Regions from separate parts of the Mus musculus genome. Here all the other regions are linked to region 1. Evidence: chromatin contacts called from public Hi-C, HiCAR-type, HiChIP or PLAC-seq and promoter capture Hi-C data. All regions are on one chromosome and are shown on one strand. The core of a region is the stretch at or near the end of the contact, and the rest is flanking DNA. Distances in the headings are between cores, read along the strand shown.

Evidence for each region. Promoter capture Hi-C pulls out the DNA fragments that hold promoters and counts their contacts. A called contact is a pair of places that touch in the nucleus more often than the background predicts. HiCAR-type assays count read pairs that join an accessible place to other places. HiChIP or PLAC-seq counts read pairs in DNA pulled down with a chosen protein or histone mark.
Region 2: a contact with region 1 is called in a HiCAR-type map of astrocytes, with 2.2 times the contacts expected there. The contact joins the promoter of Sh3glb1 here to the promoter of Ccn1 in region 1.
Region 3: a contact with region 1 is called in a Hi-C map of cardiomyocytes, with 2.0 times the contacts expected there. The contact joins the promoter of Gng5 here to the promoter of Ccn1 in region 1. A contact is called at or near these places in 1 of 39 promoter capture datasets (cranial neural crest) and 1 of 484 Hi-C or Micro-C datasets (cardiomyocytes).
Region 4: a contact with region 1 is called in a FOXA1 HiChIP or PLAC-seq map of pancreatic cancer cells. The contact joins the promoter of Ctbs here to the promoter of Ccn1 in region 1. A contact is called at or near these places in 1 of 115 datasets of contacts at active chromatin or transcription factors (pancreatic cancer cells) and 1 of 9 other capture datasets (pancreatic islet).
Region 5: an H3K27ac HiChIP or PLAC-seq map of microglia shows a contact between it and region 1, with 6 times the contacts expected there. The contact joins the promoter of Ssx2ip here to the promoter of Ccn1 in region 1. A contact is called at or near these places in 2 of 115 datasets of contacts at active chromatin or transcription factors (bone marrow-derived macrophages and microglia).
Region 6: a promoter capture Hi-C map of embryonic stem cells shows a contact between it and region 1. The contact joins the promoter of Lpar3 here to the promoter of Ccn1 in region 1. A contact is called at or near these places in 5 of 39 promoter capture datasets (embryonic stem cells, hippocampal neurons, liver and 1 more) and 1 of 115 datasets of contacts at active chromatin or transcription factors (pancreatic cancer cells).

The regions. Positions count from the first base shown.
Region 1 is chr3:145,647,740-145,651,754 of GRCm38.p6, forward strand. It overlaps Ccn1 (cellular communication network factor 1), which reads right to left and starts at 2,246. Exons shown (of 5, transcript NM_010516.2): 1 at 1,991-2,246; 2 at 1,483-1,696; 3 at 794-1,138; 4 at 458-672; 5 at 1-229. The coding sequence starts at 2,053. Gm17501 (a long non-coding RNA gene) reads left to right here and starts at 2,338. Exons shown (of 3, transcript XR_003954574.1): 1 at 2,338-3,181; 2 at 3,644-4,015.
Region 2 is chr3:144,718,598-144,722,612 of GRCm38.p6, forward strand. It overlaps Sh3glb1 (SH3-domain GRB2-like B1 (endophilin)), which reads right to left and starts at 1,738. Exons shown (of 9, transcript NM_019464.3): 1 at 1,385-1,738. The coding sequence starts at 1,456.
Region 3 is chr3:146,498,051-146,502,065 of GRCm38.p6, forward strand. Gng5 (guanine nucleotide binding protein (G protein), gamma 5) reads left to right here and starts at 1,786. Exons shown (of 3, transcript NM_010318.2): 1 at 1,786-1,970. The coding sequence starts at 1,890. Spata1 (spermatogenesis associated 1) reads right to left here and starts at 1,743. Exons shown (of 15, transcript NM_001316756.2): 1 at 1,605-1,743.
Region 4 is chr3:146,448,533-146,452,547 of GRCm38.p6, forward strand. It overlaps Ctbs (chitobiase), which reads left to right and starts at 1,935. Exons shown (of 7, transcript NM_001293672.1): 1 at 1,935-2,098. The coding sequence starts at 1,970.
Region 5 is chr3:146,402,424-146,406,438 of GRCm38.p6, forward strand. It overlaps Ssx2ip (synovial sarcoma, X 2 interacting protein), which reads left to right and starts at 2,219. Exons shown (of 14, transcript NM_001355661.1): 1 at 2,219-2,512.
Region 6 is chr3:146,219,039-146,223,053 of GRCm38.p6, forward strand. It overlaps Lpar3 (lysophosphatidic acid receptor 3), which reads left to right and starts at 1,923. Exons shown (of 3, transcript NM_022983.4): 1 at 1,923-2,109.

The DNA of each region.
Region 1 (4,015 bases), core at 996-3,495:
TGTAGTTACATTTGCAGGACTGGATCATCATGACATTCTTGGAAAACATCTCTCCATCTTCGCATCGGAACCGCATCTTCACAGTTCTGGTCTGCAGAGGTGTGCAGCACCGGCCATCTACGCAGGAGCCGCAGTATTTGGGCCGGTATTTCTTGACACTGGAGCATCCTGCATAAGTAAATCTGACTGGTTCTGGGGATTTCTTGGTCTTGCTGCATTTCTTGCCCTTCTGGAAGAAAGAACAAAAGAAAGCCAAGAATGAGGATTGTTGTTTTTTTGTTTTTGTTTGTTTGTTTGTTTGGAGGTATGCTTTTAACCACTGTACATAGTGTTGGGCTTCATAAAGACAATTTCTTTTCAGATATATCATGGACTTTTCTTTTTTTCTTTTTTGAACAGAGGCTCATATCCCACCCACCTGTGGGGTCATCACGGTCAAGCCCTGAAAGAAACTTACTTTTAGGCTGCTGTACACTGGTTGTCCACAAGGACGCACTTCACAGATCCGGGTCTCTTTCACCAGGCGGCACTCTGGGTTGTCATTGGTAACTCGTGTGGAGATGCCAGTTCCGCAGCTCTTGGAGCACTGGGACCAAGACGTGGTCTGAACGATGCATTTCTGGCCATGGGCGTGCAGAGGGTTGAAAAGAACTCGCGGTTCGGTGCCAAAGACTAGAAAGATAAAGGAAATGGAAGGCTTCTTAGATGCTTGCATACACACACTGGTTTCTACAAAGTTGCAGACCAAGAAAGCATTTCTGCACAGTGTCTTAAGGACTCTATATCCACTTACCAGGAAGCCTCTTCAGTGAGCTGCCTTTTCCAATTGCGATTAACTCATTGTTTCTCGTTAACTCCACCTCCGAGGCATCGAGTCCGAGGAGGTCATCCTGGTCGTCCAGGGAGTCCTTAATGCTGTCTTCATCACAAACCCACTCTTCACAGCACTGCCCGCTGACTTTCACCAGCCGGGGGTTGGGACAGCCCAGATTGGGGAGAGACAGTTCTTGGGGACACAGAGGAATGCAGCCCACGGCGCCATCAATACATGTGCACTGGTGTTTACAGTTGGGCTGGAAGCTTTCCCCGTTTTGGTAGATTCTGGAGTTATATTCACAGGGTCTGCCTTCTGACTGAGCTGCAAAGACGACCAAAAGAGAGAGAGGAGAAGGTTAAGATTCGCCGCCACAGGCTGAAACTCATACATATTTTCCGCTGTTCAATTCAATGTATGGTAAAGTTCCCTACAGTTCCCCCGAGACTCCAGAGCTGAACAATAAGTTAGTCAGGAATCACTTTTCCGTATGCGCTTTTCGTTGGGCCCAGACACTCTGAATTGCATTCCAGACTGCTGAAATCATGTGCCTTTCTGCCAAGCTACCATCAACAAAGCGTCCACCATACATGGTCTCAAAATTACTAAACTTCTGGACTATGGGGACTATTATTTTTTTTAAAGGGGCCAAACCACAAGCCTCTTACCTCTGCAGATCCCTTTCAGAGCGGTGGAGCTGGCGCCGAAATTGCATTCCAACCCCTTGGTGTGGTCGCAGGGCTGAGTTTTGCTGCAGTCCTCGTTGAGTTGTTTAGCGCAGACCTTACAGCAGCCGCAGCCGTCCCGGACCAACCCGACTCCCGGGGCGCACTTGGGTGCCTCCAGAGGGCAGTGGCAGGCGGCGGGGCAGGTGGAGAGCGCCTGCAAGAGGGAGAAGCGCGTGAGATTGCTTTGCATTGCTCGGGGAGGCACGTAAACTGCCCTGAGCCTAGGTCTGGCTGTGGGGCTCCGTCCACCAGAAGTGTCTCGATCGCGTCCCGGCAGCCTGACCACCCCAGCGGCTGCGTCCCAGGAAGAGGCCCCCTGGGCATAAAGCAACAGCTACCTCCGAACTTTTCAGTCTAACTTTCCCTGCGGTGAAAGATCATGGCCCGGGGAAAGGAATCGATGAGGGCAGACCGGGAAGCAGTGGTTAAAAAAAAAAATCCAACTCACCAGTCTGGTCAAGTGGAGAAGGGTGACGGCGACAGCGAGCGTCCTGAAGGTGCTGGAGCTCATTGTGGCGCGCAGGAGGAACCGGGGCGAGCGCGGCGACACAGAACCAACAAGCCGGCGAGCAGCGGGATCAAATGCGCCCGGAGTGCGGTGAGGCGAGGGCCGAGGCGGCGGGTGTCCTTCTCTCGAGGTGCTGGCGGAGGAGGCGCAGAGATTGCAGGCGCTTCTCTGGGGCGCTCTCGCTCACGGTCTGCCCCAGCGCCGGGAGCCCGCCCTTTATAATGCCTGCCTAGGCGCCGCGTGTTGCAGTGACGTAGCTCTGTCGGCGCGTTCTAGAATTCTCAAACATCTCAGGAATGTTGGTTGGCGCGGGCTGCTGCCAAGCACCTCCCCTGGCTCCGTTGCACCTTTTCCCCCCTCTTCTCAGATCCATCAGAGAGAAAAAAAAGTTCGTTTTTTTCCACTTTAAATAACAACTTCCTTTGGGGAGGGCGGGATGCTTGGGGCGCGAGGGTGATGATTTTGATTGAAGAGGGTATATGGGGGGGGGGGGCGTGGTGTATGTGTTGGTGTGAACCCTTCAGATCTTTGCCTAGACATGGGAGGGCGGGAGACAGAGGAACAAAAGTGGTTTTGTTTGGTGATGCCTACCGGGAAAGGCAGCGAGCTGTTTGCTTGTTTACAACCAAGGTGAGAGTAAAGTTATCTACTGAGAGTCCAAAGGGGAGGGGGAGTTGGTTTCTAAGCCAGGGATCTATTTGTGGACTTCAAAGAGGCATGCTCGGATCAAGTCCCAAAGCTTTGGCATGATGTTTATTAGCCAAGAGAAGTGTATTGCAAATTAATACCCGGAGTGGCATTTATGAATGGGGGGGGGGAGGGAAGCTTCCCTCTTCGCTGGCATATTTCCAGCCAGAGGTCTTCCCTCATCCCTCCCCCTTTTTTTTGGTATGTTGTACTTGTTTGTTTTTGGAGGTTCCCAGTTTTAGTTCCAGCCCACTGCCTGCATTGGAAATCCAAGAGGAAACGAGTGCAGAGTTCTCCCGGAGCCTGACGTCCACTTCCTCACGGATGCCGGAGGCCGGGTCAACCCTCCTGGCCTCTCTCCCTGGACTGGCGGCGGTGGAAACTGAGCAGCCAAAGCAGAAGCGGAGGAGACCACCGTGGAGTGACTTGTCCTGAAATCACCAGGTGCAAAAGCTACCGGGACAAAACAGATTCTAACAGGACCATTGTGCCCTGTGGATAGCTGGAAAAAAGACTCGGGGTGTTTGCAGACACCCTCCCCCACCGCCCCCTATGTGTCTCGCTGTGTGTATTTGTTTGCCCCCCCCCCGTGTGTGTGAGTGTGTGTGTGTGTGTGTGTGTGTGTGTGTGTGTGTCTGGGCCCGTCCATGTGTTTAACTCCTTTGTTTTGGATCACTTAGAAGCCTTCTTTTTCAAGGGTAGTGCAGTGGCTCCCTCCAAGTTCCGAGACATGAGGGATTTAGAAGGCAACACTGTAATAGAGGAAGTTGGGTTTTAAGATCTTATTAAACATACAACTGAAGACACCCCTCCCACACAAGACCCTATTTGGGGTTATTAATGCCATTCATAAACTGGGATAGCTTTTCTTCATTTTTAATATTTAGGGCCTCTCTGCCTTTGCAGCTTCGCGATCTTGCTTAAGAGAGCCTCCTGCGTTGCCTGTTCTATGAATGACTCCAGTGAGAAGGAGAGGCTGTTGCGCACACTCCAGTGAAGACAGCTGTTACTGGAAAGAGTTAAGTTCATTCATTCAAAAGCGCCCTTTCGTAAGTCCTGGAGGAATTTGCTAGAGGCGGTAGGTTCTCCAAGGCTTTCTGGGGGTGGGGACTTTTAAAGACAATGGGTTGTCAAGTGTTATGCAAATAATGAAAGCAAAGCCTAGGCCTGGTCCCCTCGGCTGGCCGATTTATTAGAGAACAGTTCCTCCTGCGCACAGTTCATTGTTTCCATCTTAGGGAAGCTCGGGAGGGTAGGGGGTGAGGGTGGAGAAGGCAA
Region 2 (4,015 bases), core at 488-2,987, 930 kb before region 1:
CACAGTGCACTGGTCCAGGGAATCAAAAGCGAGGTGGAATCTCCCATCCCTAAGCGTTACTCACTGTTGGTAAGAGTTCAGATTTTACCAAATGATCTTTAAGTTCTCTTGGGGCCACATCATATTGCTATTTTACATATCTTAACCCCGTGATGATCATTCTGAGGGAAAACGCAGCCTCTAGTATAGTAAGTAGTGGGTCAGAGGGCAACTTTGGTTGTCTGCTAGCCAAGCAAGTCAAGCCAGTTTATTTACCCTCTCTAAGACTGCTTCCTTTTTAAGGGAGGGCGAACAATGCCTCTCTGGCAAAGTGACAGAGATGGGCTGCAGCTAGTACGTTCAATGCACAGTAAACTGCTCGTCATACTATTTTTCATAAGATAGGCAGTCATTACCCTGGGGAACTGTCCGATTCTTTTGCCAAGGATAACGAAATATGATATTCACAGTGCCAGTAAAATGAAATGAATCAAGAAATAAAGCAGCACACGTGAGATTTATAGTTCGGTGGGATTTTGGCACATGGGACATTACTTTTGTTTTCTCTTTCCGGAACAGAGGGCTGCTGCTACCCTATGTCACTAACTTCAATACCAGATTGTTTACAAGCCACGTTGTGAAATTGACATCTGCTCCGAGATTTAACTGAGTTTGCATAATGTGGGTGTTGACTGTAAAAAATCTGCCCAAGTTCCCTATTGCTGACACTTCCTTAATCACAGAATAAGGAGACGCAGTGAACTTTTCCCTTCCAAGTGCGCCTGAAGCCAAGCGTGCCCGGTCCCCTCCAATGTGACAACAACGTGAATCGCGTCCTCCTCTCACCCCTGCTCTATATAGCCCATCTGGGGAACGCGTCAGGGCACCCCTAATCCTAGGTGTCCTGCGTCCTTGGTGAAGCTGGGACACCGACAGGGACAGGCAATCTCCATCTCCCCCACGGGCTGCTAAGCTCTGGGACAATCCTTCCAAGGGGCAGCAGCGAGGGCTGGTGGGAACTGAGCTGGCAGCTCCTCTGCGTTGAGGGGCAGGAAAAGGAAACTCCCTTCTCGGTCGGACGCGGCCCGGAGGGCGAGAGCGAGCGCAGCGGAGGGTGGGGGTGGCGCCAAGGTGCTCGGCGTGCCCTGCCTCGCCGGCTGGGGCACCGAGGCCTCCGCCCCGGGGTGAACCCAAGGTGTCCGCCCTGGGCCGCGTCCCGACTCGCCTGCCGGGGCGCGGGGCGGCGGCGGCCGGGCGAGCGAGGCGGAAACGGCCAGCGGGGCAGGGGCGCCAGGCCGCGCCCATCGGCAGGCCTGGGTACCAGGGCGACGCCGTCCCCGACCCGCCCTCCGCTCGCCCTCCCCGGCGCCACCACCCCGCCCGGCCCCAACCGCCGCCGCCGTACCTGCACGGCCCGGCTGAGGAAGGTGCCCGCGTCGGCCGCCAGCTTCTTCACGTTGAAATCCATGATGTTCATGCCGGGCGGCAGCCGGGCAGAGCCGCCGGCTGCGCTAGCGGGGAGGCGGGGAGCGCCGCGGCCGGGCTGGGGCGCCGGGCGACGGCGACGGCGGGGCGGACGTGGTAGGTGGCGGGAGGCGGCGCCAGCCCCGCGCAGCTGTCGTTTCCTGGCGGGGAGGCGGGGGAGGGAAGAGGGCGGGCGCCCGCGAGCGCGCGCCTCTCCGCTCACACGCTGGGCCTGTCGCGTCGCCGAGCAGCTGCGAGCCACGGGGACCGAGGTCGCGTCCGGAGGAAGGCCCCGCCCCGCCCCGCCGCCCGGCGACTGTGCAACCGCGGCGGAAAACAGCCGGCCGGGAGGGGGGCGTGGCCTCACCGATGGCGTGGGGTGGGGGGCGGGGGTGTCCTCGCGGGAACAGCGACCCCTGCAGGGTGGCCGAGGATTCACCACTGGGTGGAGCCGCTGCAGAGGTTCTCATGGGAACAGCGACCCCTGCAGGGAGGCCGAGGATTCACCACTGGGTGGAGCCGCTGCAGAGGTTCTCATGGGAACAGCGACCCCTGCAGGGTGGCCGAGGATTCACCACTGGGTGGAGCCGCGGCTGAGGCTCTCCTGACAGCTCACTAAGCACCAAGCCAGTGTCAGAGCATCAGTGGAAGTTCTTACCAGAACGAGAGCCTCCTGGGCTCTCACCCTGATTCCCTCCCACAGCATCTCAGTGAGTGTCTGTGACAGAATCGCCCGGACAAAAGTTCCTTAGAAAAGCATGGACAAAACGTTCCTTAAAAGGAAACAGAACTGACACTATAGAATCATTGGCCCGGATTTCCTGTATTGGGTCTGGGGTCAAAGGCTACCTATGGCTTGGGTAGACACCTAGCCAATCTTTGCTGAACGGGATTGTCTTCATTGTCCCCTACCCTATTATACTTTGACTCACTGTTGAGGACCTATTGTGTGTGAGGCATTGAGTAGGTGCTGAAGGGTTCAGTCCCTTTGGTGGCTGGTGGTCATCTGAGGCATATTTAGAAAGTATCTCCCATCCCCTGGGAAGGTATATAAGAGCATTTCAGAGAGACAATGGAGAAGAAAGACAAGGTTCCTATCCGGTTATACATTCCTTCACTCCTGAGTACCTACTGTCTGGCAGGGCCTCAACCTTCCAACTCTTAGCTGTGTGATAAAGGCATGAGCCCTTCCCCCCACACCCACCCACCCAGACACCCACACTACACTCAGCTAATTTAGTTTCTGTTTTCTGAGAAAAGGCCTCATGCGACCTAGCCTGGCTTCAGGTATCCAAAGACCGCTTCAAACCCATCACCCTCCTGTCTTTGTTTTTCTTTCTTGTTCCTCCCTCCTTTTTCTTCTCCCCACTTCCTTTATCCTGGGGACCAAACCACTGTCCAATAGATCCTGTTTTACAGGTCTTATCATGTAACTTTCATTTTGGTGTTTCAAGATGCCTCTGGAACCTCTAGATATCACACATATGTTCTCACATTAGAAAGGAAATGAAGGGGAGAGGCAAAAGTACACACCAGCTCAGTGTCCCTTTCTCCTTTAAAACAAGCATTCCATAACCCCCAGCTCGTAAACTTTCATTTTCACATCGTTAGTGAGAACTGGGCCATTTAGGTCCTCACAATGGCAGTTCGATCGAATAAATGCAATGTGCTCTGTTAAAAAAAACTAAGAGCATTTGTGAGAGAATGGTAGGTCTTGTCTTTAACAGTACGTATTGTTGTCTTAGACAAGACAGAGCTTGTGCTATCGAAGAAGGAGAGAATAGTTACAGGAGACGCAGCTGTTGACATTTGCTTTGCTGCTATCAAGCAAGAACGAAAGGAGTCTTACGATCTCTGGAACCTCTCTGCAGGCTTTAGGTCTATATAATTTTAAAAAATCGGGAGGAAGTTCTGAGGCTGGAGCTCAGTGGGTAGAATTTTCCAAGTGTAAGTGTTAGGCCATTGGTTCCAGTCCCAACTGAAAGAAAAGAAAACAGGAAAAACGGGGGTGGAGTGGATGGGTGCACGTCGACCCTGTTAAAAGGAGATAAAACAAACCGTGGTTTCTTCTGTTGTCTATCATTTGGCCTGTGACAGTATTTTTTGCTATTTAATGCCATTATAGACAAAAACTAAAAGTTGGATTATTTGTGAGGATTTTACTATATATTAATAGGGAACAAGAGTATCTGTACGTTATACGCTGTAGAAAGATTTAAAAAAAAATCTGTATTTGAGTATTTTGCCTGCATATATGTCCACGGACCACTTGTGTGCCTGATGCACTCAGAAGCCAGAGGAGAAATCAGCATAGCTATAGACCCTGTAGCTTCCCATGGTTACTTCCCACCCAGGATCACTGAGAACTGAACTCTGGTCCTTTGCCGACTCTCCACTATATGTGTGCTTTGTTGGCTGAGGTGTTGACTTTGAATTTGTAGCTTTCTCTGCTGCTTGTGTTTTCAGTTTCTGTCTGTGTATAGGTTTGTCTGACATGGATGTGTCTTAGATGATGTGTGTATACATGCCCACATGCACATCACGTTTCTGGCTTACATCACTTTTGGATTTT
Region 3 (4,015 bases), core at 536-3,035, 850 kb after region 1:
TCATCTAATATGTAAACACATGGTAAAGCCTTTGAAATATTTTAGAACATCGTGGAAGGTTAAAAAAGCTTTTACTAGGAGATATTGATAGTTCATGAACTGTATGTAATACTCATATCTTCGAATGTAAATGAATTTAAAGGCAATCTTATTTTCCTTCCTTTCTATCCCAATATGTATTGCTTATTTGACATACCATAAAACTATGATAGCATCTGGTGTGTGAGACAGCAATACACTCTGGTTTCCTAGCTCAATAGTTTGGGGAAAAGAAAACAATAAACTTTCTGAGACTAAGACAAATTTGTTTATTCCTCAACATTTCCTTAATAATGGGTTCTGTACCATGTAAAATCTTCTTTGAAATGTCTTCCAGCACATTCCATAGTTCTTAAGTATTATTGTAACTAATATAAAGTAGAACTTTAAGTTACACGTTAATCTTAGAAATCTGCATTTTAGCATACATTACAGGTAACAAGGCACAAAGTAAAATATTTGTGTTACATTTTGCATTAATTAATTTATTTTGGAGGCACAAGCCTTTAATCACAATGCTTGGAAGGCTGTGGGTTTCGAGGCCAGCCTGGTCTACATGGAGTTTCAGGCCAGCCAGAACTACAAAGTGAGACCCTGTCTCAAACAATATGGTTTGTTCGTTCACTTTTTAAATTATGTATTAATTAATGTACGTGTGTGAATGCAAACGTTCCCAGACTCCAGTGAGGGTGACAGTAGCCCAGGACTTGGTGCTTTTGAGTTGCCCAGTGTGGGTGGTGGGAAGTGTGACCTTAGGTCCTCTGCACGAGGGCTCAGTTCCCCAGTCCTCTAACTGCCATCTTCCAGCCTCAGTTTTCGTATTCTTTACACATATAATTTCATTTCGTTTCATTTTTTTTTTCCAAGAAATCCAGGGAGCGTTTTAACTTCGGCAGTTTAAACGGCTTGCCCAAGCACACCAGGGCTAAATTCAAACCCAAGTTTCTTAGATGGTCACTGTTAAGGACTGGGTAAAACCCCAAACTGATATTAACTGCTCAGTAACGCGATGTGTTGGCCCAGAGCAAACCATGTCATTTTTCTCAGTATCCCAAAGAAACAGCACTCACGACGAACCTCCTGTTTAGAGATGTTAGGTCTCAACAGGACTAATTTAAATCTTACTAAACTTTTGAGTCCTTCTGAAAACCCCTCTGGGGTTCATCAGTTACAAGCACGAAGTCAGCAATTACAGGGACATCAAAAGAGCAAACGATCCCCGAACGCGAACGCTTTATTTTTTAAAAAAGCACGGGGGACAGATTCCAGAAAGACAGGGCTAACAGGAAGCTGTGCGGGGCGGCTCGCACCTCTCGGCGACAGGCCAGCCTCCGACCGTCCAGGGTCCCGCGGCCCGGGTCCGTTACGGCGCCCTGGGCCCCGGGCTGGGCGAGCTGCGGCCGGCGCCGCCGGTTCACCCGAGGGCGCCTCACACAGGGCTGAGCTGGCGGGACTTGGGACGTGTCACGGACGCCCCGAGGCAGCGCGGCCACGTCCCTCACCCCGCCGTCGGTCGCGGACCTCCCTCCCCGCGCTCCCGAGTCCGCCCCGGGGCGTCCTCTTACCTCGCCCTACCCAGCCCCTCCAGAGGCGGAAGGCGCCGGCCGGGCGTCGGGCCGCACCGCCCCCGTCGCCACCGCGCCCACCGGCCGCTCCGCCCCTTCTCTCTCTCTCGCGCGCGCGGGGGGAGCCCGCGGCCGTCCCGGGGGGAGGGGGAGGGGGCGTCGGCGCGCATGCGCGGCGCGCACAGCCCCGGAAACTTCGACGAAGTTCGGAGCCCCGCCCCCGCCGTCCCGCGACCTGCCGCCCCCTGCCCGGACTGACGAGTCGGCCCGGCTGTCCCGAGCGCCATGTCGGGTTCTTCTAGCGTCGCCGCCATGAAGAAGGTGGTCCAGCAGCTCCGGCTGGAGGCCGGGCTCAACCGCGTGAAGGTGAGCGGGCGTGGGCGGGCGGTGGGCCCCGGGGTTGGGGGGAAGCGCGAGCCGACACGCGGCTCCTCTGGCCGGGCTGTGGGCCGAGGGCGAGGAGGGGGCCCGCCCTTCCGCCGCCCGCCGACTCTCGGCGGCCCCGGCGGGTCTCGCCAGCGACTTCCGTCTCGCACGTCTCACCCAGGCTCACTCCCAGCCCTCGTCCTTTGAACACACACGAGTCCGCCTGGGTAGCTCCGGATGGCGGCCTGATGAGCAACTTTTGTTTGCGGATCGTCCCGGGAGTCTCCGGACTCCACCTTTGTGGGGGTCCAGCCTCGAACAAAGAGGTGTTTGCAGCAGACGCCGCGGCGTGCTCGGCTGACCTTGCTGGGGTGTCTGTTTACCCGAGAAACCGCTGGCCGCTGGCCTGGGAGCTTGCGGTCTGGTTGGGGGGTCGGGTCTTGGGCTGTTGACTTTTAGGGAAAGGCTGTCCTTGTTGGTAGACAGCTAGGCATTCAGACGCTTTGGCTCTAAGGACCGTTTGGTTTATTTTTTTCAACTCCTAAACGGATTTGGCCTCTTTCTGACGTAATAGGTCGGGTTACATGTGAAACACTTCCCGGTGATTATAAAAAGAAACAAGAATATAAGTCGCCTTGCTAGACCCTGCCAGTTTCCAAGGTGATTTGATTTTATATTCAGCAGGCTAGTCCTTATTTCTAACGTGCTTTTGGAGAAGGCTTCTATTTAGCTTTCTTCTCAAGTAGAAATGTCAGAGACTGCTCAACTTCCTTGTGGTAACCATAGGAGGAGGGTAGGGAGACGCCCAATCAGTCTTGGTTTGGACTCTAATCATATTCTCACTTTTCATCCAAGTGACTTAGTCTTGGCCAGATTAGAGCTCTGAAATTTGAAGTGATCTATTGATCATCATCATTCATATATAATAACTGTCATAAAGTAGGCCAGGAAGGAAAAAAATAGTGGGTTGGGGGAGGAAATAAAGACAGGTACGTGTAGTAATTACAGTGGCGGTACTTAACCCTGGTGGCCCAAAGCAGTGAGCTAGCTCCCAGAGGAGGACTTCCTTTTCTTTGAAAACCCTACCTGCTCTGTGGCTACCTCCTAGCTTCTCTTGCCTTGCGTCCTAATTCTTCTGAAGGCTTCTCACTGGGATGACTCGAGCCACCACAGACAAACAGGTTTTTGAAGTTTCCATGGCAAGGCTCATCTCACTTGGGAATGTTACATGTCTAATCTAGGTTCCTAAATTAGGTTAGGTGCCATTTGATATCATCCATGTACCACACCTATGCTAGGTGCTTTTTGTGTGTGACATTTTAAAGCTAGCATAAACTTACTATTGTATTCGTTTAGGTGGTAATTACAAGTGCTTTTTTTTACCAAACTCTCAGGTAGGTCAGGACATTTGGAAGCCTGACTAATAGTTTTGCAGTGTCAACCTCCTGGATGGTAGATAGTGGCTGCTCTGTGGCTTGGGTACTAGCAGCCATTCCATCTTAAGTCTCAAGGTTGCTGTTTAGAATGCTGGGTTTTGTTTTCTTGAGACAGGGTTTCTCCATATAACCCTGGCTCTCCTGGAACTCTCTGTAGAGCAGACTGGCCTCAAGCTGAGGTCTGCCTGCCTCTGCCTGCTGGGATTAAAGGAGTGCACCCCAGCGGCCTGGAGCACTGTTAGTCAAACAGCCTTAGGTTTCTCACCGTTCCTTCCCTAGGATTCTGTGCCTAGAGATACAGTCCATACATCGTGGTACTTGGAGAAATGTGTGGGAAAGGAATTAACAGGCACTTCATGCTAACTGCTGATCTTGAACAAAACCAAATGCTGTAACACTGAAAACTCATACTTTACCTTCCATACAGTAGCCACTTTTAAGAGGCAAAGCAGGGTGTGGGTTATTTGTACAAGCGTTTAAGAACTGCAGGAACCTCTAATATTCAGTCCATGAGTCACATGAGACGTATTATACTGAATTGTTGTATAAGCCAAACACAGGTAGATTGAAGCTGAGTTTAACTTATCCAGGGTGACTGATCCCTAGGTC
Region 4 (4,015 bases), core at 685-3,184, 800 kb after region 1:
CAGATTACTTGCTCAAAGGCCAGATAAGGACGGGCTCTGGGGCAGCTTGAAGACTTCCCCGCCCTGATGGAGAGTGGAGACGACTTGGCATCCATGTTAAGGTTGCTGACGTGGAGCTACATTGTCCAGGGTGAAATCTTAGCTCCACGCCTTACCACTGAGGCACATACCAGGTTTTAGGTGGAAAACCCCTGAAGAACAAGAGTACCTATTAAGGCAAGGTCAGGCCAAACCCCTGCTTCACACTTAGCATCATCAGATCCTCGGAACATCCGCCTGTGGGTCAGCTTCGCTGCCCGTAAGACAAGGCTGAAAAGCACACCTGCTTTACACGGCTCCTACTCTGATTGGACAGTGAGGGTTCAGTCCAGATCAGAGCCTGAGAGGAAAAGTAGCCGAGCAAAAGTCCTTCACCACCACGTTCATCAAGCCTTTAAAGGAGGGACCCTGATAGTGTTAACCGTCAGCCTGATGTTGGGCATGCCTATCTACAATCAAGTTAATTGTGGTGGGGAGACTCTGTCTGCCACTCTGGCTGCACCATTTTCTGAGGTCGTTTCAAGACTGCATTATGAAGAGGAAGGCCAGCTCAACATCTGCATGCATGCCTGCATCCTGTTTTCTGACTGTGACCGGCTGCTTCAAGACCCTGTTGCCGTGACCTCTTTGCCATAGTAGACTGTACCTTGAACTGTGAGCCAGGAAAAAAAGCTATCTTAGTTACTTCTTAATCACAGCCACAGGAAGAGAAACGAAGACAAGAAAGCAAACCTGGTTTCCAGCCTTTCCAGTCTGCCAGGATTAGAAATATATTAATTTGTTCCCGAGTATCCTTTGCTTTCCGCTCTTCTGAGAGAGCTCAGAGAGATCCTTGCTTTGACAACATTTTGGTTCTGGGAAAAGAATTTACATCATTTAAATTTTTATTGGTGTTTAGGGAGTGTACAATAAATTTAAACTCATATGCTATAATGGGTGTTTTAATTGTCATTATGAGTTTAATGACATTCAATTTCCTTTATAGCCATAAAGAGAATTTTTATTCCTGTTGCTACTTAAACAGAAGAATTCCCCAAAGAAAATGCCCAAATCTTCAAAGTGCGTTCTCCTTCCAGCATTCAGTACACGCTGAGCAGAGCAATCCAGGTCACACCCCCAGGACCTGATGACCCTGTTAGAGCCCCCTTCCCTATTCTCATAGCCAAAGGAAAGGCTTTTCTTGAGGTCATATCTCTCAAGCAAAATCACCGCACAGAGTTTATCTTTAAATTCTCTTTATTTAATGCTGGAAAATCACAATACACACTTAACCAAACATCTGGTAAATTGACAATAATATCACCCGTCCATTTTACATTTTAAAAAATACCCTGTGTAGAGACTTGGAAAAGAATGGTCTCAAACCGATTGAAGTTTAAAAAAAGAAAACAGGAGCTCTTGGAGTTTTACAGTGAACGTACTATTTACTACAAGCCAAGCACTGTGCTGAGCTATATTGGCAGGGGTGGGGTGCGGGGAGCAACGCCAAGCAAGAGATTCAAAATCAATTGTAAGATGAATGAGCAGAAAACGTTCAGACCACACAATCATGAAATGGTGTAGAGTGATGTAGAGTGATGGAGAGAATAAAAGTGGTAGAGTTACCTGCGAGTTACCCGGGTCAAGACTGTTTACCTAGCCCTTCCTAGCACTGGAGTGTAAGGAAGACCCCTGTCACATCTTACATTTACTCATAGGTAGTGCCCCCAGCAGCCGGGGTGGGATCCCAGTCAATTGGCTGCAAGTCCCACTTCTCCACAAAGTCCAGCATCAGCCCCGCCTTCTAGGGCCCACCTACCAAGCAGCAGGCTGGGTCGCTCTCCGTTTAGCATCAGGCCACGCCCCTCAGCAGAGACTCCGCCCCGCCTGCCCATAGGACATCAGGGCCCGCCCTTCAAGAGGCGTCATTCCCGCAGCCTCCACCCCAGGCATGGCGCTGTGTGGCCTCCCGGAATTCACTCTGCTGCTGCTGCCGCTGTTGGCACGGCTCTCGGCCGGGGACTGCCCGTGCTCCGAGGCTGCTCTCTGCCAACCGATCCGCCACCGTCCCGACTTCGAGGTCAGCACTCATTTGCCCGTCGGTCTGATACTCAAGGCTGTAGAAGTTGTGCGCTCACTGAGTAGCCTTAACCACCAGAGTCTTCCTCTTTTTAGATTTCCTTCAGAGGTTGGGCAACTTCCCAGGCCGCAGACTGTGTAATGCTCCTGCCTCATCAGATTCCCGAGGCCAGCTCCTCCCGCTAACCGCTCAGCCACCTGCGGGGAGGGTAGGAGAACCGGTTCTCGGTTTCCAAGGCAATGCACATTTAGTAGGAAAGTGTCCACCTCCAAAAGTACATCCGAAAGCAGGATGTTCTGCTAACCTTTGTACTTGGTACGGATTAGTTCTTTCGTTTATGGACAGTCACCCACCCAGGAAAGCGGCAAAAACAGCTATTTGAGTCCATTTTTCTTTAACCCAGCAGAATGGCGTATAAAGCTTACGGACTTACCACGAAGCATTGGTAAAATCGCGTGACCGAAGTTGATGACAGTGGCTGGACCTGGGGGTCAGCGATGTCAGGGGGTCCAGTCTCAAAAAATTTGTACAAAGAAGGAACAGTTGATGGGTCTTAAACTTATATTTGGTTTTGAGACATAGATATTTAAATGCTTGTGTTTGCATACATTGTTTAGAAAAATAGTGACAGTATTTTTGTAGACTGCCTACTGTGGAAACTGGACATTTTTTAAAAAGAAAAATTTAGGTGCATTAACGTTTCTTTGAGCAAGGGTCACTAGTAGCACTCAGATCATTAAGATCAGAAATTAAAGTTTTGGGAGAGAAAGAATTAGCTGTTTGGCAATGGATAGCTGTTACTTTTAGTTTCTGGTCCGGTGGATCTTTCCTACTGTGGTAGTTTGAATGGGAATGGCCCTCATGGAGTCATGTGTTTACATGCTTGTCCCATAGGAAGTGACACATTAACAGGTGTGGCCTTGTTGGAGGAAGTGTGTCACTGTGGGGATGGGCTTTGAGGTCTCCCATGCTCAAGCTCGGTCTAGAGTGGCTCAGTCTTTGCCCTGCTGCTTAGAACTCTGAGCTCCCTCGCCAGCATCACGGCTGCCTGGATGCTGCCATGATGATAAGGATTAAACCTCGGAACTGTAAGCCAACTCCAATGAAATGTTTTCCTTTATAAGTTTTGCAGTCATGGTGCTAATTCACAGCCAAAGAAGCCCTAAGACACCTGCTTAGAGATTAGCTGACTGGTTCTGATTGGCTAACTAGGAACTCAAGGGACTTGCTCAGCTGTTTCAGCCTAAAGCCCCTCCCCTCAATTAAGTGGTTTTATAACAATCTGATTTATTGCGGCACTCAACACTTAGTGGGTGATATAGTATTTGTGAGAATTTGTCATTACATGCTAAGAAAATTATACTCATCCATAAACTCGTAGTAAATGAGGCCTCACTAGCCTTTTGCTTCTTGAAATGAGAAGAGTGTAGATTATAAGAGTCTCCTTCCCCACTACATATATTTGTGTGGCAGAATTACAGGGGACTGACCTATGCTTTGAGAATGAACCCGTTTGTACTGGCAAATTTTATGCCAATTTGACACAAGCTAGAGTCACCAGGGAGGAGGAATCAATTAAGAAAATGCCCCCATCCAATCTGGCCATAGGTTAGCCTATAGGACATCTCCTGAATTAGTGATTGGTGGAGGAGGACCCAGCCTATTATGGGTGGTGCCTTTCCTGAACAGGCAGTCCTGGGTTCCATGGCGGTAAGGAGACTTTTTCCCTGACCTCTGCATCAGCTCCTGCCTCCAGGTTCCCACCCTGTTTGAGTTCCTTTGACGATGAACAGTGTGATATGGAAATATAAGCCGAATAAACCCTTTCCTCCCCAAGTTGCTTTGGTCAGTGTTTCATCACAGTTAATAGTCACTAAGATACCATTCCCCACCATGGACATCTGACACCCCTCCCTT
Region 5 (4,015 bases), core at 969-3,468, 750 kb after region 1:
AGGAGGCGTGTTTGAGAGCAGCAAAACAAAACAAAACAAAACACAAAAGCAAAAAACAAACAAAACCCAAACCAAAACAAACTAAACCAACCAAGCAAACAACCAAACCAACCAACCAACCCCTGGACGTGAAATGGTGGTGGGCCTTACAAGCTAAGTGCTCATGTTCTGCTCAGGACAGCTTTCCAGAAAGCCCTCTGCACAAGGCAGCTTTCTCTGGCTAGAAAAACAATCCTAAAATCTCTCTGAATAGCTCATCTCTTGTAGACCAAAAGCCCAGTCTTCTATTTGCATATCAATTAAGCCATTTATTCCAGGTTCCCTTTTGATTATCCCAAAAATCAGCATTCCCTGACCCAGCCCCTTCATTTTTAGAGACAGCTAGCACAGTTTTGATTTGTTTTTTTTTTTTTTAACACTGCAAGTGAATTCAGAGATCAGTCTGTCTTTGTAAGCACAGACAATAACTTAGCTGGGTGGGATTCTGTCATGAGATTACCATTCTGACCAAGCCTGGACCTAAATTAGATTTGTCCCAGGTTGACCTTGAACTCAGGGATCTGCCTGCCTTTGTATCTTTCTGACAAACTGGCTTATAGTGCAGCTGCCTCTGTTCTTTTAGGTCTGGGAAGCCCCTCATATAATTCATATCGCATCTTCATGTTTTGCTTGGTTGAGAAATTTAGTCTTGAACTCACATTTTCAGAGTTCTTTCCCACAGCCTTTTAAGGGCAGCCCTGAAGGTCACAGTGTTTACCGTGTTTGCTAAGGACATACTTTTGCCTCCCAGACTTGCGCTGTCTCTGATTATCATTAACCTTAACGGGGAGCATTCCCTGATGGAGGAACATAGAATATGTACATTATTATACAAACAAGCCTTATGCCCACAGCAGCCATTGAACATTCATGGAGGCCCGTGCCCTGCTCTCTCTGTTCCAGGGGTGGGACCATACCATGCTGTCCCTTGCACGGCCAAGCCGGACTCAGCATTTAAAGAATAAATGCCACGTTAAGATGTTTCTTGAGAGAGGAAAAGGAGTGTTTTGGAGAGTGGACAAGGGAACTTTCAGAACACCCCCTCGGATGCAGAGGGAGCAACCTCACCCCACTAATGGTCTAACTTCGAGAGTAAGACAGTCATTGGCAGTAATTTCTCACTGGCACTGTGCTCCAAAGCGCCTTTGTAATGATGTATCCTTGCTACCTGTATTTAGCATCCAATCTCCTTCAAATCCATTGTTCATTTCTGCACTCTGATCTTCTACCTAGCACTGTGGGCATGTGTAGTCCTTGTTCCTCTCTGTCTTGTTCTTCTGTGGCAGTGGTGTATTTCTTGTGTTCCTTTTACGATGTTTTGTTCTCACAGGAGCCACTTAACCCCAAACCTCTTTTTTTTTTTCCTCTTGAGTAAACAGCTTGCTAGAACCCCACCACCCTACCCTTTACTAAGGTTTCTCCATTTTCCTTTCCCAGGGGAACTTTAGGTGAAAATAGTAGGGAGAGGCAAGTGGATTTGGCCAATTGCCACTGTCCTACATTTTCTTGGCACTCATGGAGAGGGCCTAGGGAGTTTTTCATCAAGGTCTAGTTCACAAGTACCTTTTCTTAGTTTCCCTTTCCAGCTGTCTCCTCCCTAGGTCCCTTCCTTTGCCTTAGTTTGTTTTATTCACTACTTGAGCTTCTCTCATAACGCCCAGGCTAGCCTCAAGCTGCCAATGACCTTGTACTTCAATTCTGCCGGATCACAGACCCTCACATGCGTTCTGTGCAGTCCTGAGGAATGAACTCGGGGTTTCACGCGCACTACCCTGGCCCTGGTTTTACACGGATTTCTGTGCATTGGCGCATTGATTCCAGAGGCCACTACCTTCCTTCTCCAGGGCCTGACCTAATTCTGGAATGCCCCGGTGTCTCTCCGTTCTGGGGAGCGCACCTGGTTCTCCAGAGAGCATTGGGGTTCAGGGGTGGCCTCAGAGGCCCGGCTCTAAAGCGGCTAGGACCCTCCTCTTGTCCCCGTGGAGAGCTGGGGGCGGGGAGCAGCGGCCGGGTGACCCCGGGTGTAACAGGTGCGGTAGCCGCAGCTGCGCGGGGGAGAGCGGCTTGGCGTCTGCTGGGGGTTGTCGGAGGCTAGTCCTCGCTGGACCAATGCGGGCCGCGGTTGTTCGTCGCCTGGCAACCGGCGGAGCCAATGGGCGGCGCCAGCGCGGGGCGGGGTGGGATGGGCGCCCGCCGAGGAAAGCGGCGAGAGGCGGGCCGGGCGGACCGGGCGGGCTGGAGGCTGCGCGGAGCCGCTGCGTGCCGCCGCGGGTGCGGGCCCGCGGGCTGCGGGAGGCGTGAGCCGCTCCCGGAGCCGTGACGGTGAGCGGCGGGATTGTGACGCGCAGGCGGGGAGGAGGGCACCGGGCTGGACGTGGACGCAGGCACCGGGGCCGACTCTGGGCGGGCTCGTCGCGGCCGTTGCAGCGGTTGGAGAGCGTTGCTGCCCGCCGCCTGCAGCGGAAAGTGCGAGGTAGGTGCTGGGGGGGCCCCGCGCCCTTTCGGGATGCGGCGCGGGCGCGCGCGGGGTCCCTTTGGCCCGACCGCGCGGGCTTGGCGAGTCCTCCGAGGCTGCCGCAGGACTTAGCGAGTGAGGTCTGCCGCTGCTGCAGGGGTAGGTGGCTCATAGTGGTCCAGCCCCACGTTTAGGGGAAGAACTTACATCATCGCAGGGGCAGGCTTGTTTGAGAAATTATTTGGCCCCGGATTTTCCAGTGGTGTAGAGTGCGTAAATGGTGAGCTCTGTCCGGGTCAGCACATATTTCTCCTGGTGCAGATTGCTGGGTTATGCAAGTCACCTGGGCCCAGGAAATAAAACTTGCCCAATAATTCCCCATCAGCACCAGTAGAGGAATCTTTACATTAATACCCACAGTTCAGGCTCCTTAGTCCTGCGTGTCAGATTCATAACCAGCCACGCCGATGCAGTTGTGAGAGCCGGGAGTTTCTTCTAGAATCCAGGCTGGATGAAAGGTGGAGCCCAAGGATGAGAGCCTTCTGGATTTGATATTTGCTTCAATTCAGTTTAGAGTCCAGGCCTGGAGTTAGCTGAAAATAGTGCTACCATGGAGCCCGCAAGGTTCCGGAGGAAAACCTTTCTAGTCCCAAATTTGATCTTGAACGGAAAGGTCTGTATATGACGTGACACATTTACGAGGCTGGATAAAATTCAAAACCGTCGATCCAGCTAGCAAAACTTAAGCCATCCAATCTCCTTACTCCCCAAGAGCCTGTGGGCCCACGAAGCTTAGAGTGTTCATTCAAACTAAACAAGAAAAGCTGTGCTCCCAGTCGACACTTTGTCCTGCCCGGTGTGCACAGAAGTTCCTCGTACAAAGTGGCTCTCTGAGAGGATTAGGAATGGATAGAATTCAAACCGGGGCGTTTTCTTTGGTAACTGTTGGGGCCCCTACAGCCTGTCATTTTACACCCTTCCTTTCCTTCTTGTTCTCCATCTGTACAGGGAAGATAATAGGTCCAGGGATTAAGTAACAGGGCCACAGCAGCTTGGAGATAACTGCTGGGGCCGGGCCACTCCAGGATGAAATGTGAAACTCGATCCATGACACACTTGAGCCTTGTGACAAGACTTGTTAAGTCCACAGCATCCTAGGCTTGCTCAGGCAGGTGTACGCACCATGGAAAAGTTAACTGTTCATGTTAGCCCAGAAGGCCTCCAACCCAGCCCAGTCAAATTATGTACTTGGGCTCTCTTAAAATGGGAAAACTGGACAAACCAGCTTGTCGGCCCAAACCGGTTAGGATACAGATTTTGTGAAAGTGCCCTCACTTAGCATTCAGCTAGAGAGAGGGGGGGGAGAGAGCGCCTAGAAAACACTTTTCCACAGGGACTTGAATCATGTTTACATTGGAGCAGTAAGCCCCCCCCCCTCCCACACACACACACTGCTCCTGTCTTTATCCCAGCTCCCTGGGAGGCTAAGGTAGGGGATACGCGTGAGTTTAGGAGTCCCAG
Region 6 (4,015 bases), core at 673-3,172, 570 kb after region 1:
ACCCAAGTCCCGTTTGTGCTCCCCACACGTTCTCGGGCTTGTGGCCTTGTAATGGGCATGATTGATGCCCAGGGACTACTACAGTCTTAAAGAAACCAGATCCCTTCTCCCTCCCATTTGCTATCCTTGCCAAGATTTCCTCTCTCAGGTGCAGGCTTCATGCCCCCCTCCCGCCACGTGGACGGTACCACTTACATCTCTCCCTTGATGCACTCCCATTTTTTCACACATCTGCTAGCTTCTGGAGGCAGCCTCATTGCTAATTAGTCCAGGGCGGCGAATTTCAACATAACCTCAGTTAAGATTGTTCCCAAAGGGAAGGGCGTGTGAATTCTTGTCTGTATGGTTGCAGGTCCAAGAGTGGAGAGAGGAGCACGGGCCTCTCTCTTTCCACAAACCAGGCATGAAACTCATCCTTGGATCCTGGCTTGCGACTCCTTTATTCTTGTTTATTTGTTCGTTTGTTTACTTTTTAACTTCTTGTAGCACTCACATTACAACACCAAGACACGTGGGGTGCAGCAGGGGCACAGCTCCTTCAAGGCTGCAGTCTGAAACCCCCTCTACCTTTGCGAAACAAGGCTGTGACTCCTTGCTTTCCCAGAAATATAAGAGCACAAGGAGGCTGTTTGGTGAGTGTTTGTTTAAAAGGTTCTGAGTGACTCTCCAGCCAGTAGTCATCTTCGAGCTTGCCGTTTGAAGTACTGGTTTTCATTTGTTTTTACTAAGTGGTACTAATTTTAATTTGGTTTTACTTATAAAAATATCTGGAAAAGAAGTGGGACACCCCTGACCCAACAAGGGTTGAAAGAAGATAATCCTTAAATTTCATCTTAAGAGTCTGCGTGCATGTGTGTGTGCTTGTGTGTGTGTGTGTGTGTGTGTGCGCGCGCGCGCGCGCGGAACCCAGAAGTTAACTTCCGGTGTCTTCCTCAATTTCTTAACACCTGGTTTCTAGCAGAGCTTGGAGCTCATCCGTGGGCTAGACAGGCTGACCAGCAAAACCCAAGGATCGTCCTGTTTCCACCTTTCCAGCACAGGGCTTGTGGGTGGGTGAGGCAAGATGACTCGACTGAGGATCAAATTCAATCTGAGCTTATGCACTTGACCAACTAAGCCATCGGTGGTACAGAGATGGGTCCCATTGAATGCACATGATTGAACGGATGGTGAAGTACGTCCGAACCCACACTCTAGACGTTTCCCAAGTGCCCCGGGCTGCCTAAGAATGACTTCACTTCACAGGATCTTGTCCTCAGCTTACCTTCTAGCATGCAGGGACCCAGAATTTGGTTTTTAGGGCAGAGAAGCCTTTTACTCTTGCTTTCCTTTCCCCGGCCTTAAGCAAAGGTGGGTCAGTTTTGAAACAGCACCTTCAGGACTGTTGACTGCGGGAGGCCAAAATGACTCCCACGAGAAACTTAAGCAGGCTTTGTTCCCTCTTGTAACACAAAGGTGACCTGTTCTTGGCCTCTGGGGTTGCTTGAACTCTAGAGCAGCTTTGGGGTTCAGGCTTTAGGGTATCAGGTTTGGTCCTGGCTGAGAGCCTGCCTCCCGTAAGTAGTGTGGGGGTAGGGATATGCTTCCCAGCAGACACCTCAAATAGGTATCTTCCATCATAGAGAGAGTCAGAGGAATGAGTTTCAGTCTGGGCATCTTTCTGAGGTATGGCTCCCTGTGTAGGGCCTCTAGATGCTACTGTCCCCTTAGGGGACCTTAGGTAGTCTCTCAGAGCTGGCTGCCCCATAGGCACCAGGTCCCCAACCAAGGCAGAGCGCCTCCATGGACCGCTGGCCTTCTGCCGTGCCGATCCGAGCCTGGCCGGCGGGGGGCGCGCTCCCGTGGGAACTTGCAGAGGCACAGGCCGGGCGGGCTGGCGGGCGGGACCGGGCCGCCCTCCACCTCTCCACCCCCTCGTCCTAGCAAAGTTGCCCGGGACTCCCGGCGCGTCGCCGCGGACGCTGGAGAGCAGGCGCTTGGCTCTGCCTGCTCCGCGTCTTCCGCTGCTGGCTGGCCGGAGCCTGCTCGCCCCGTCGCGCTCCCCCGAGGGCATGCGACAGCGGCGGGACGCTCGGCTCCCGGGCTCGGCGGCGCGGGCGAGCGACAGCGGTGAGTGCGGTGCGCAGCGCGGGATGGGAGGTTCCCGGAGCCTCTGCGGGCCGGGGCTTTTTGGGGGGATTCTTTGGTTTCTAATCCATTTCTCCAAACTCCTGGGGCGGAACTTTCCTCGCGGTGTGTGGCGTACCCTGCGCTTTCCCACTTCGTGTTTTCCCTAGAGCAAAAAGCAATGCAGATGCAAAAGCCGGGCTGCTTCGGCTTCGGCTGGGGACTGACGGGCCGGGAGCAGGGGTGCCAGGCTCCATCGCGACGCGCTTTGCAGGGGCGCTTCTTTCCAAACTCTGGGAAGTTATATGGTGATGGGAAACGGGTTCTCCCCGGGATCCCTGGGAGGTGACATTTCCCACCTTGCAGTTAGTTTCACCGGTGTGGTGGTCTGTCTGTTGGTAAAATCTCGAGGCGAGTGCGTGCGTCTCAAGATTTGGGAAATAGTTACCATGACCAGCTCTGAACGCTATCAGGGTTGTGCGGGATGAGCCAAAGGTCTCCCATCTCCCACATCACGGGCCACAATAGTGCTTTGTTTTGTAGCAGTTTCTTCATTGCCTTCTCTGTGCAAGTTGCAGCTATCAGAAGCTGCTTAGAATTTTCTCAGGCTTGTGATTTAAGGACTGGCTGAATCTTGGAAACAATTTAGTTTTATTAATGGGATCATGGGCAGGGCCCTCCAAAGCACTTAGAGGTTAATTTGTAAATGGGATGATTTTCCCTAAATGTTTCATAATTTGCCCCTGCCATTGCACACTTTTCTCCTGCCCAACTCTTGGTCTTGGAATGTCACATTAGGCTCTTCAGGGCTCCTTCTTGTAATTTGTAAGTCTGAGGACAAAGTGAATGTTAGACCTAGACAGACTCCTTTTTGCAAGTGTGTGAAAGTTGAGTGCATGCCCAGCCTTCACTTAATGCCCCTCGATTGAATTGCTAAAGAGAGTTCTTGGGTTTGCTGTCTACCGATATTTGCTTATCCTGCTGCTAGTGAGGTTTGGGTCCAAAGATTTGAATCCAGTGGACAAGTGATTAGAATTTCCCTTCTTGCTCCCACCAGAAGGAACTCCATCAGAACAGCCTCGATACTGTTTGTTTAAGCAAACTGAGCCATTCTAAAAACCTCTAACCAACAAATACTGCCTGTTAGGTGGGATCTATACCTTGAGAACCTGTGACCCCGGACATCTAACCATGGGACAAAACTTACACCGCTTGTCACGACCACACAGCTAGTGAAATAGACCGCTTAGGAGGTCTTTTCCTATTATACTTTTTATTCTTTAGCATTATTCAAAACCTTGATTCTTCTCTTTGATTTAGAGACAGATACCACTCTTCTATATCTTGCTGAATGCATTCAGCAAGTGCAAGTCTTTGTATCAGACCAGTTCTAATTCGGTCTGGCTGTTCTTTAAGATGTTCAATAAAAGCTTATTTACATGATTCTCATTCATGAGAACATTAAATATGAGATGATTTTTTTTCAGGTAACTTCATCTGAACTGGGGATGTCGCAGTGTTAATTTCTGTCTGTCTGTCTGTCTGTCTGTCTGTCTGTCTCTGAAAGTCCAACACTCATGCCTAAGGGTGGCTGGCTGCTTCCCTAAGCTCTCCATCTTCCTCCTATGGATCAGCATCCATCATACCTAAGTCGTCCTCTGGGCCGGGACAAGGGGTAAAATCATCGTTAGAACTTGCGTGTGACTTGATATAACGCAGATGACGCGTTAGCCACTCGGCTCGGCATCTACATTCGTTCAGATGCTTCCTGGCTTGTGATGATGCCCAGCAAAGGGGTTAAGCTTCTAAATGGCTCAGATGAGGCTCACGCCGTTACTAATGTGGCATACGGGGGAGACCAAGGCTTTCCAGCCAGCCTGGCTTTGTGCTCCAAGGCTCGTTGTTTTAC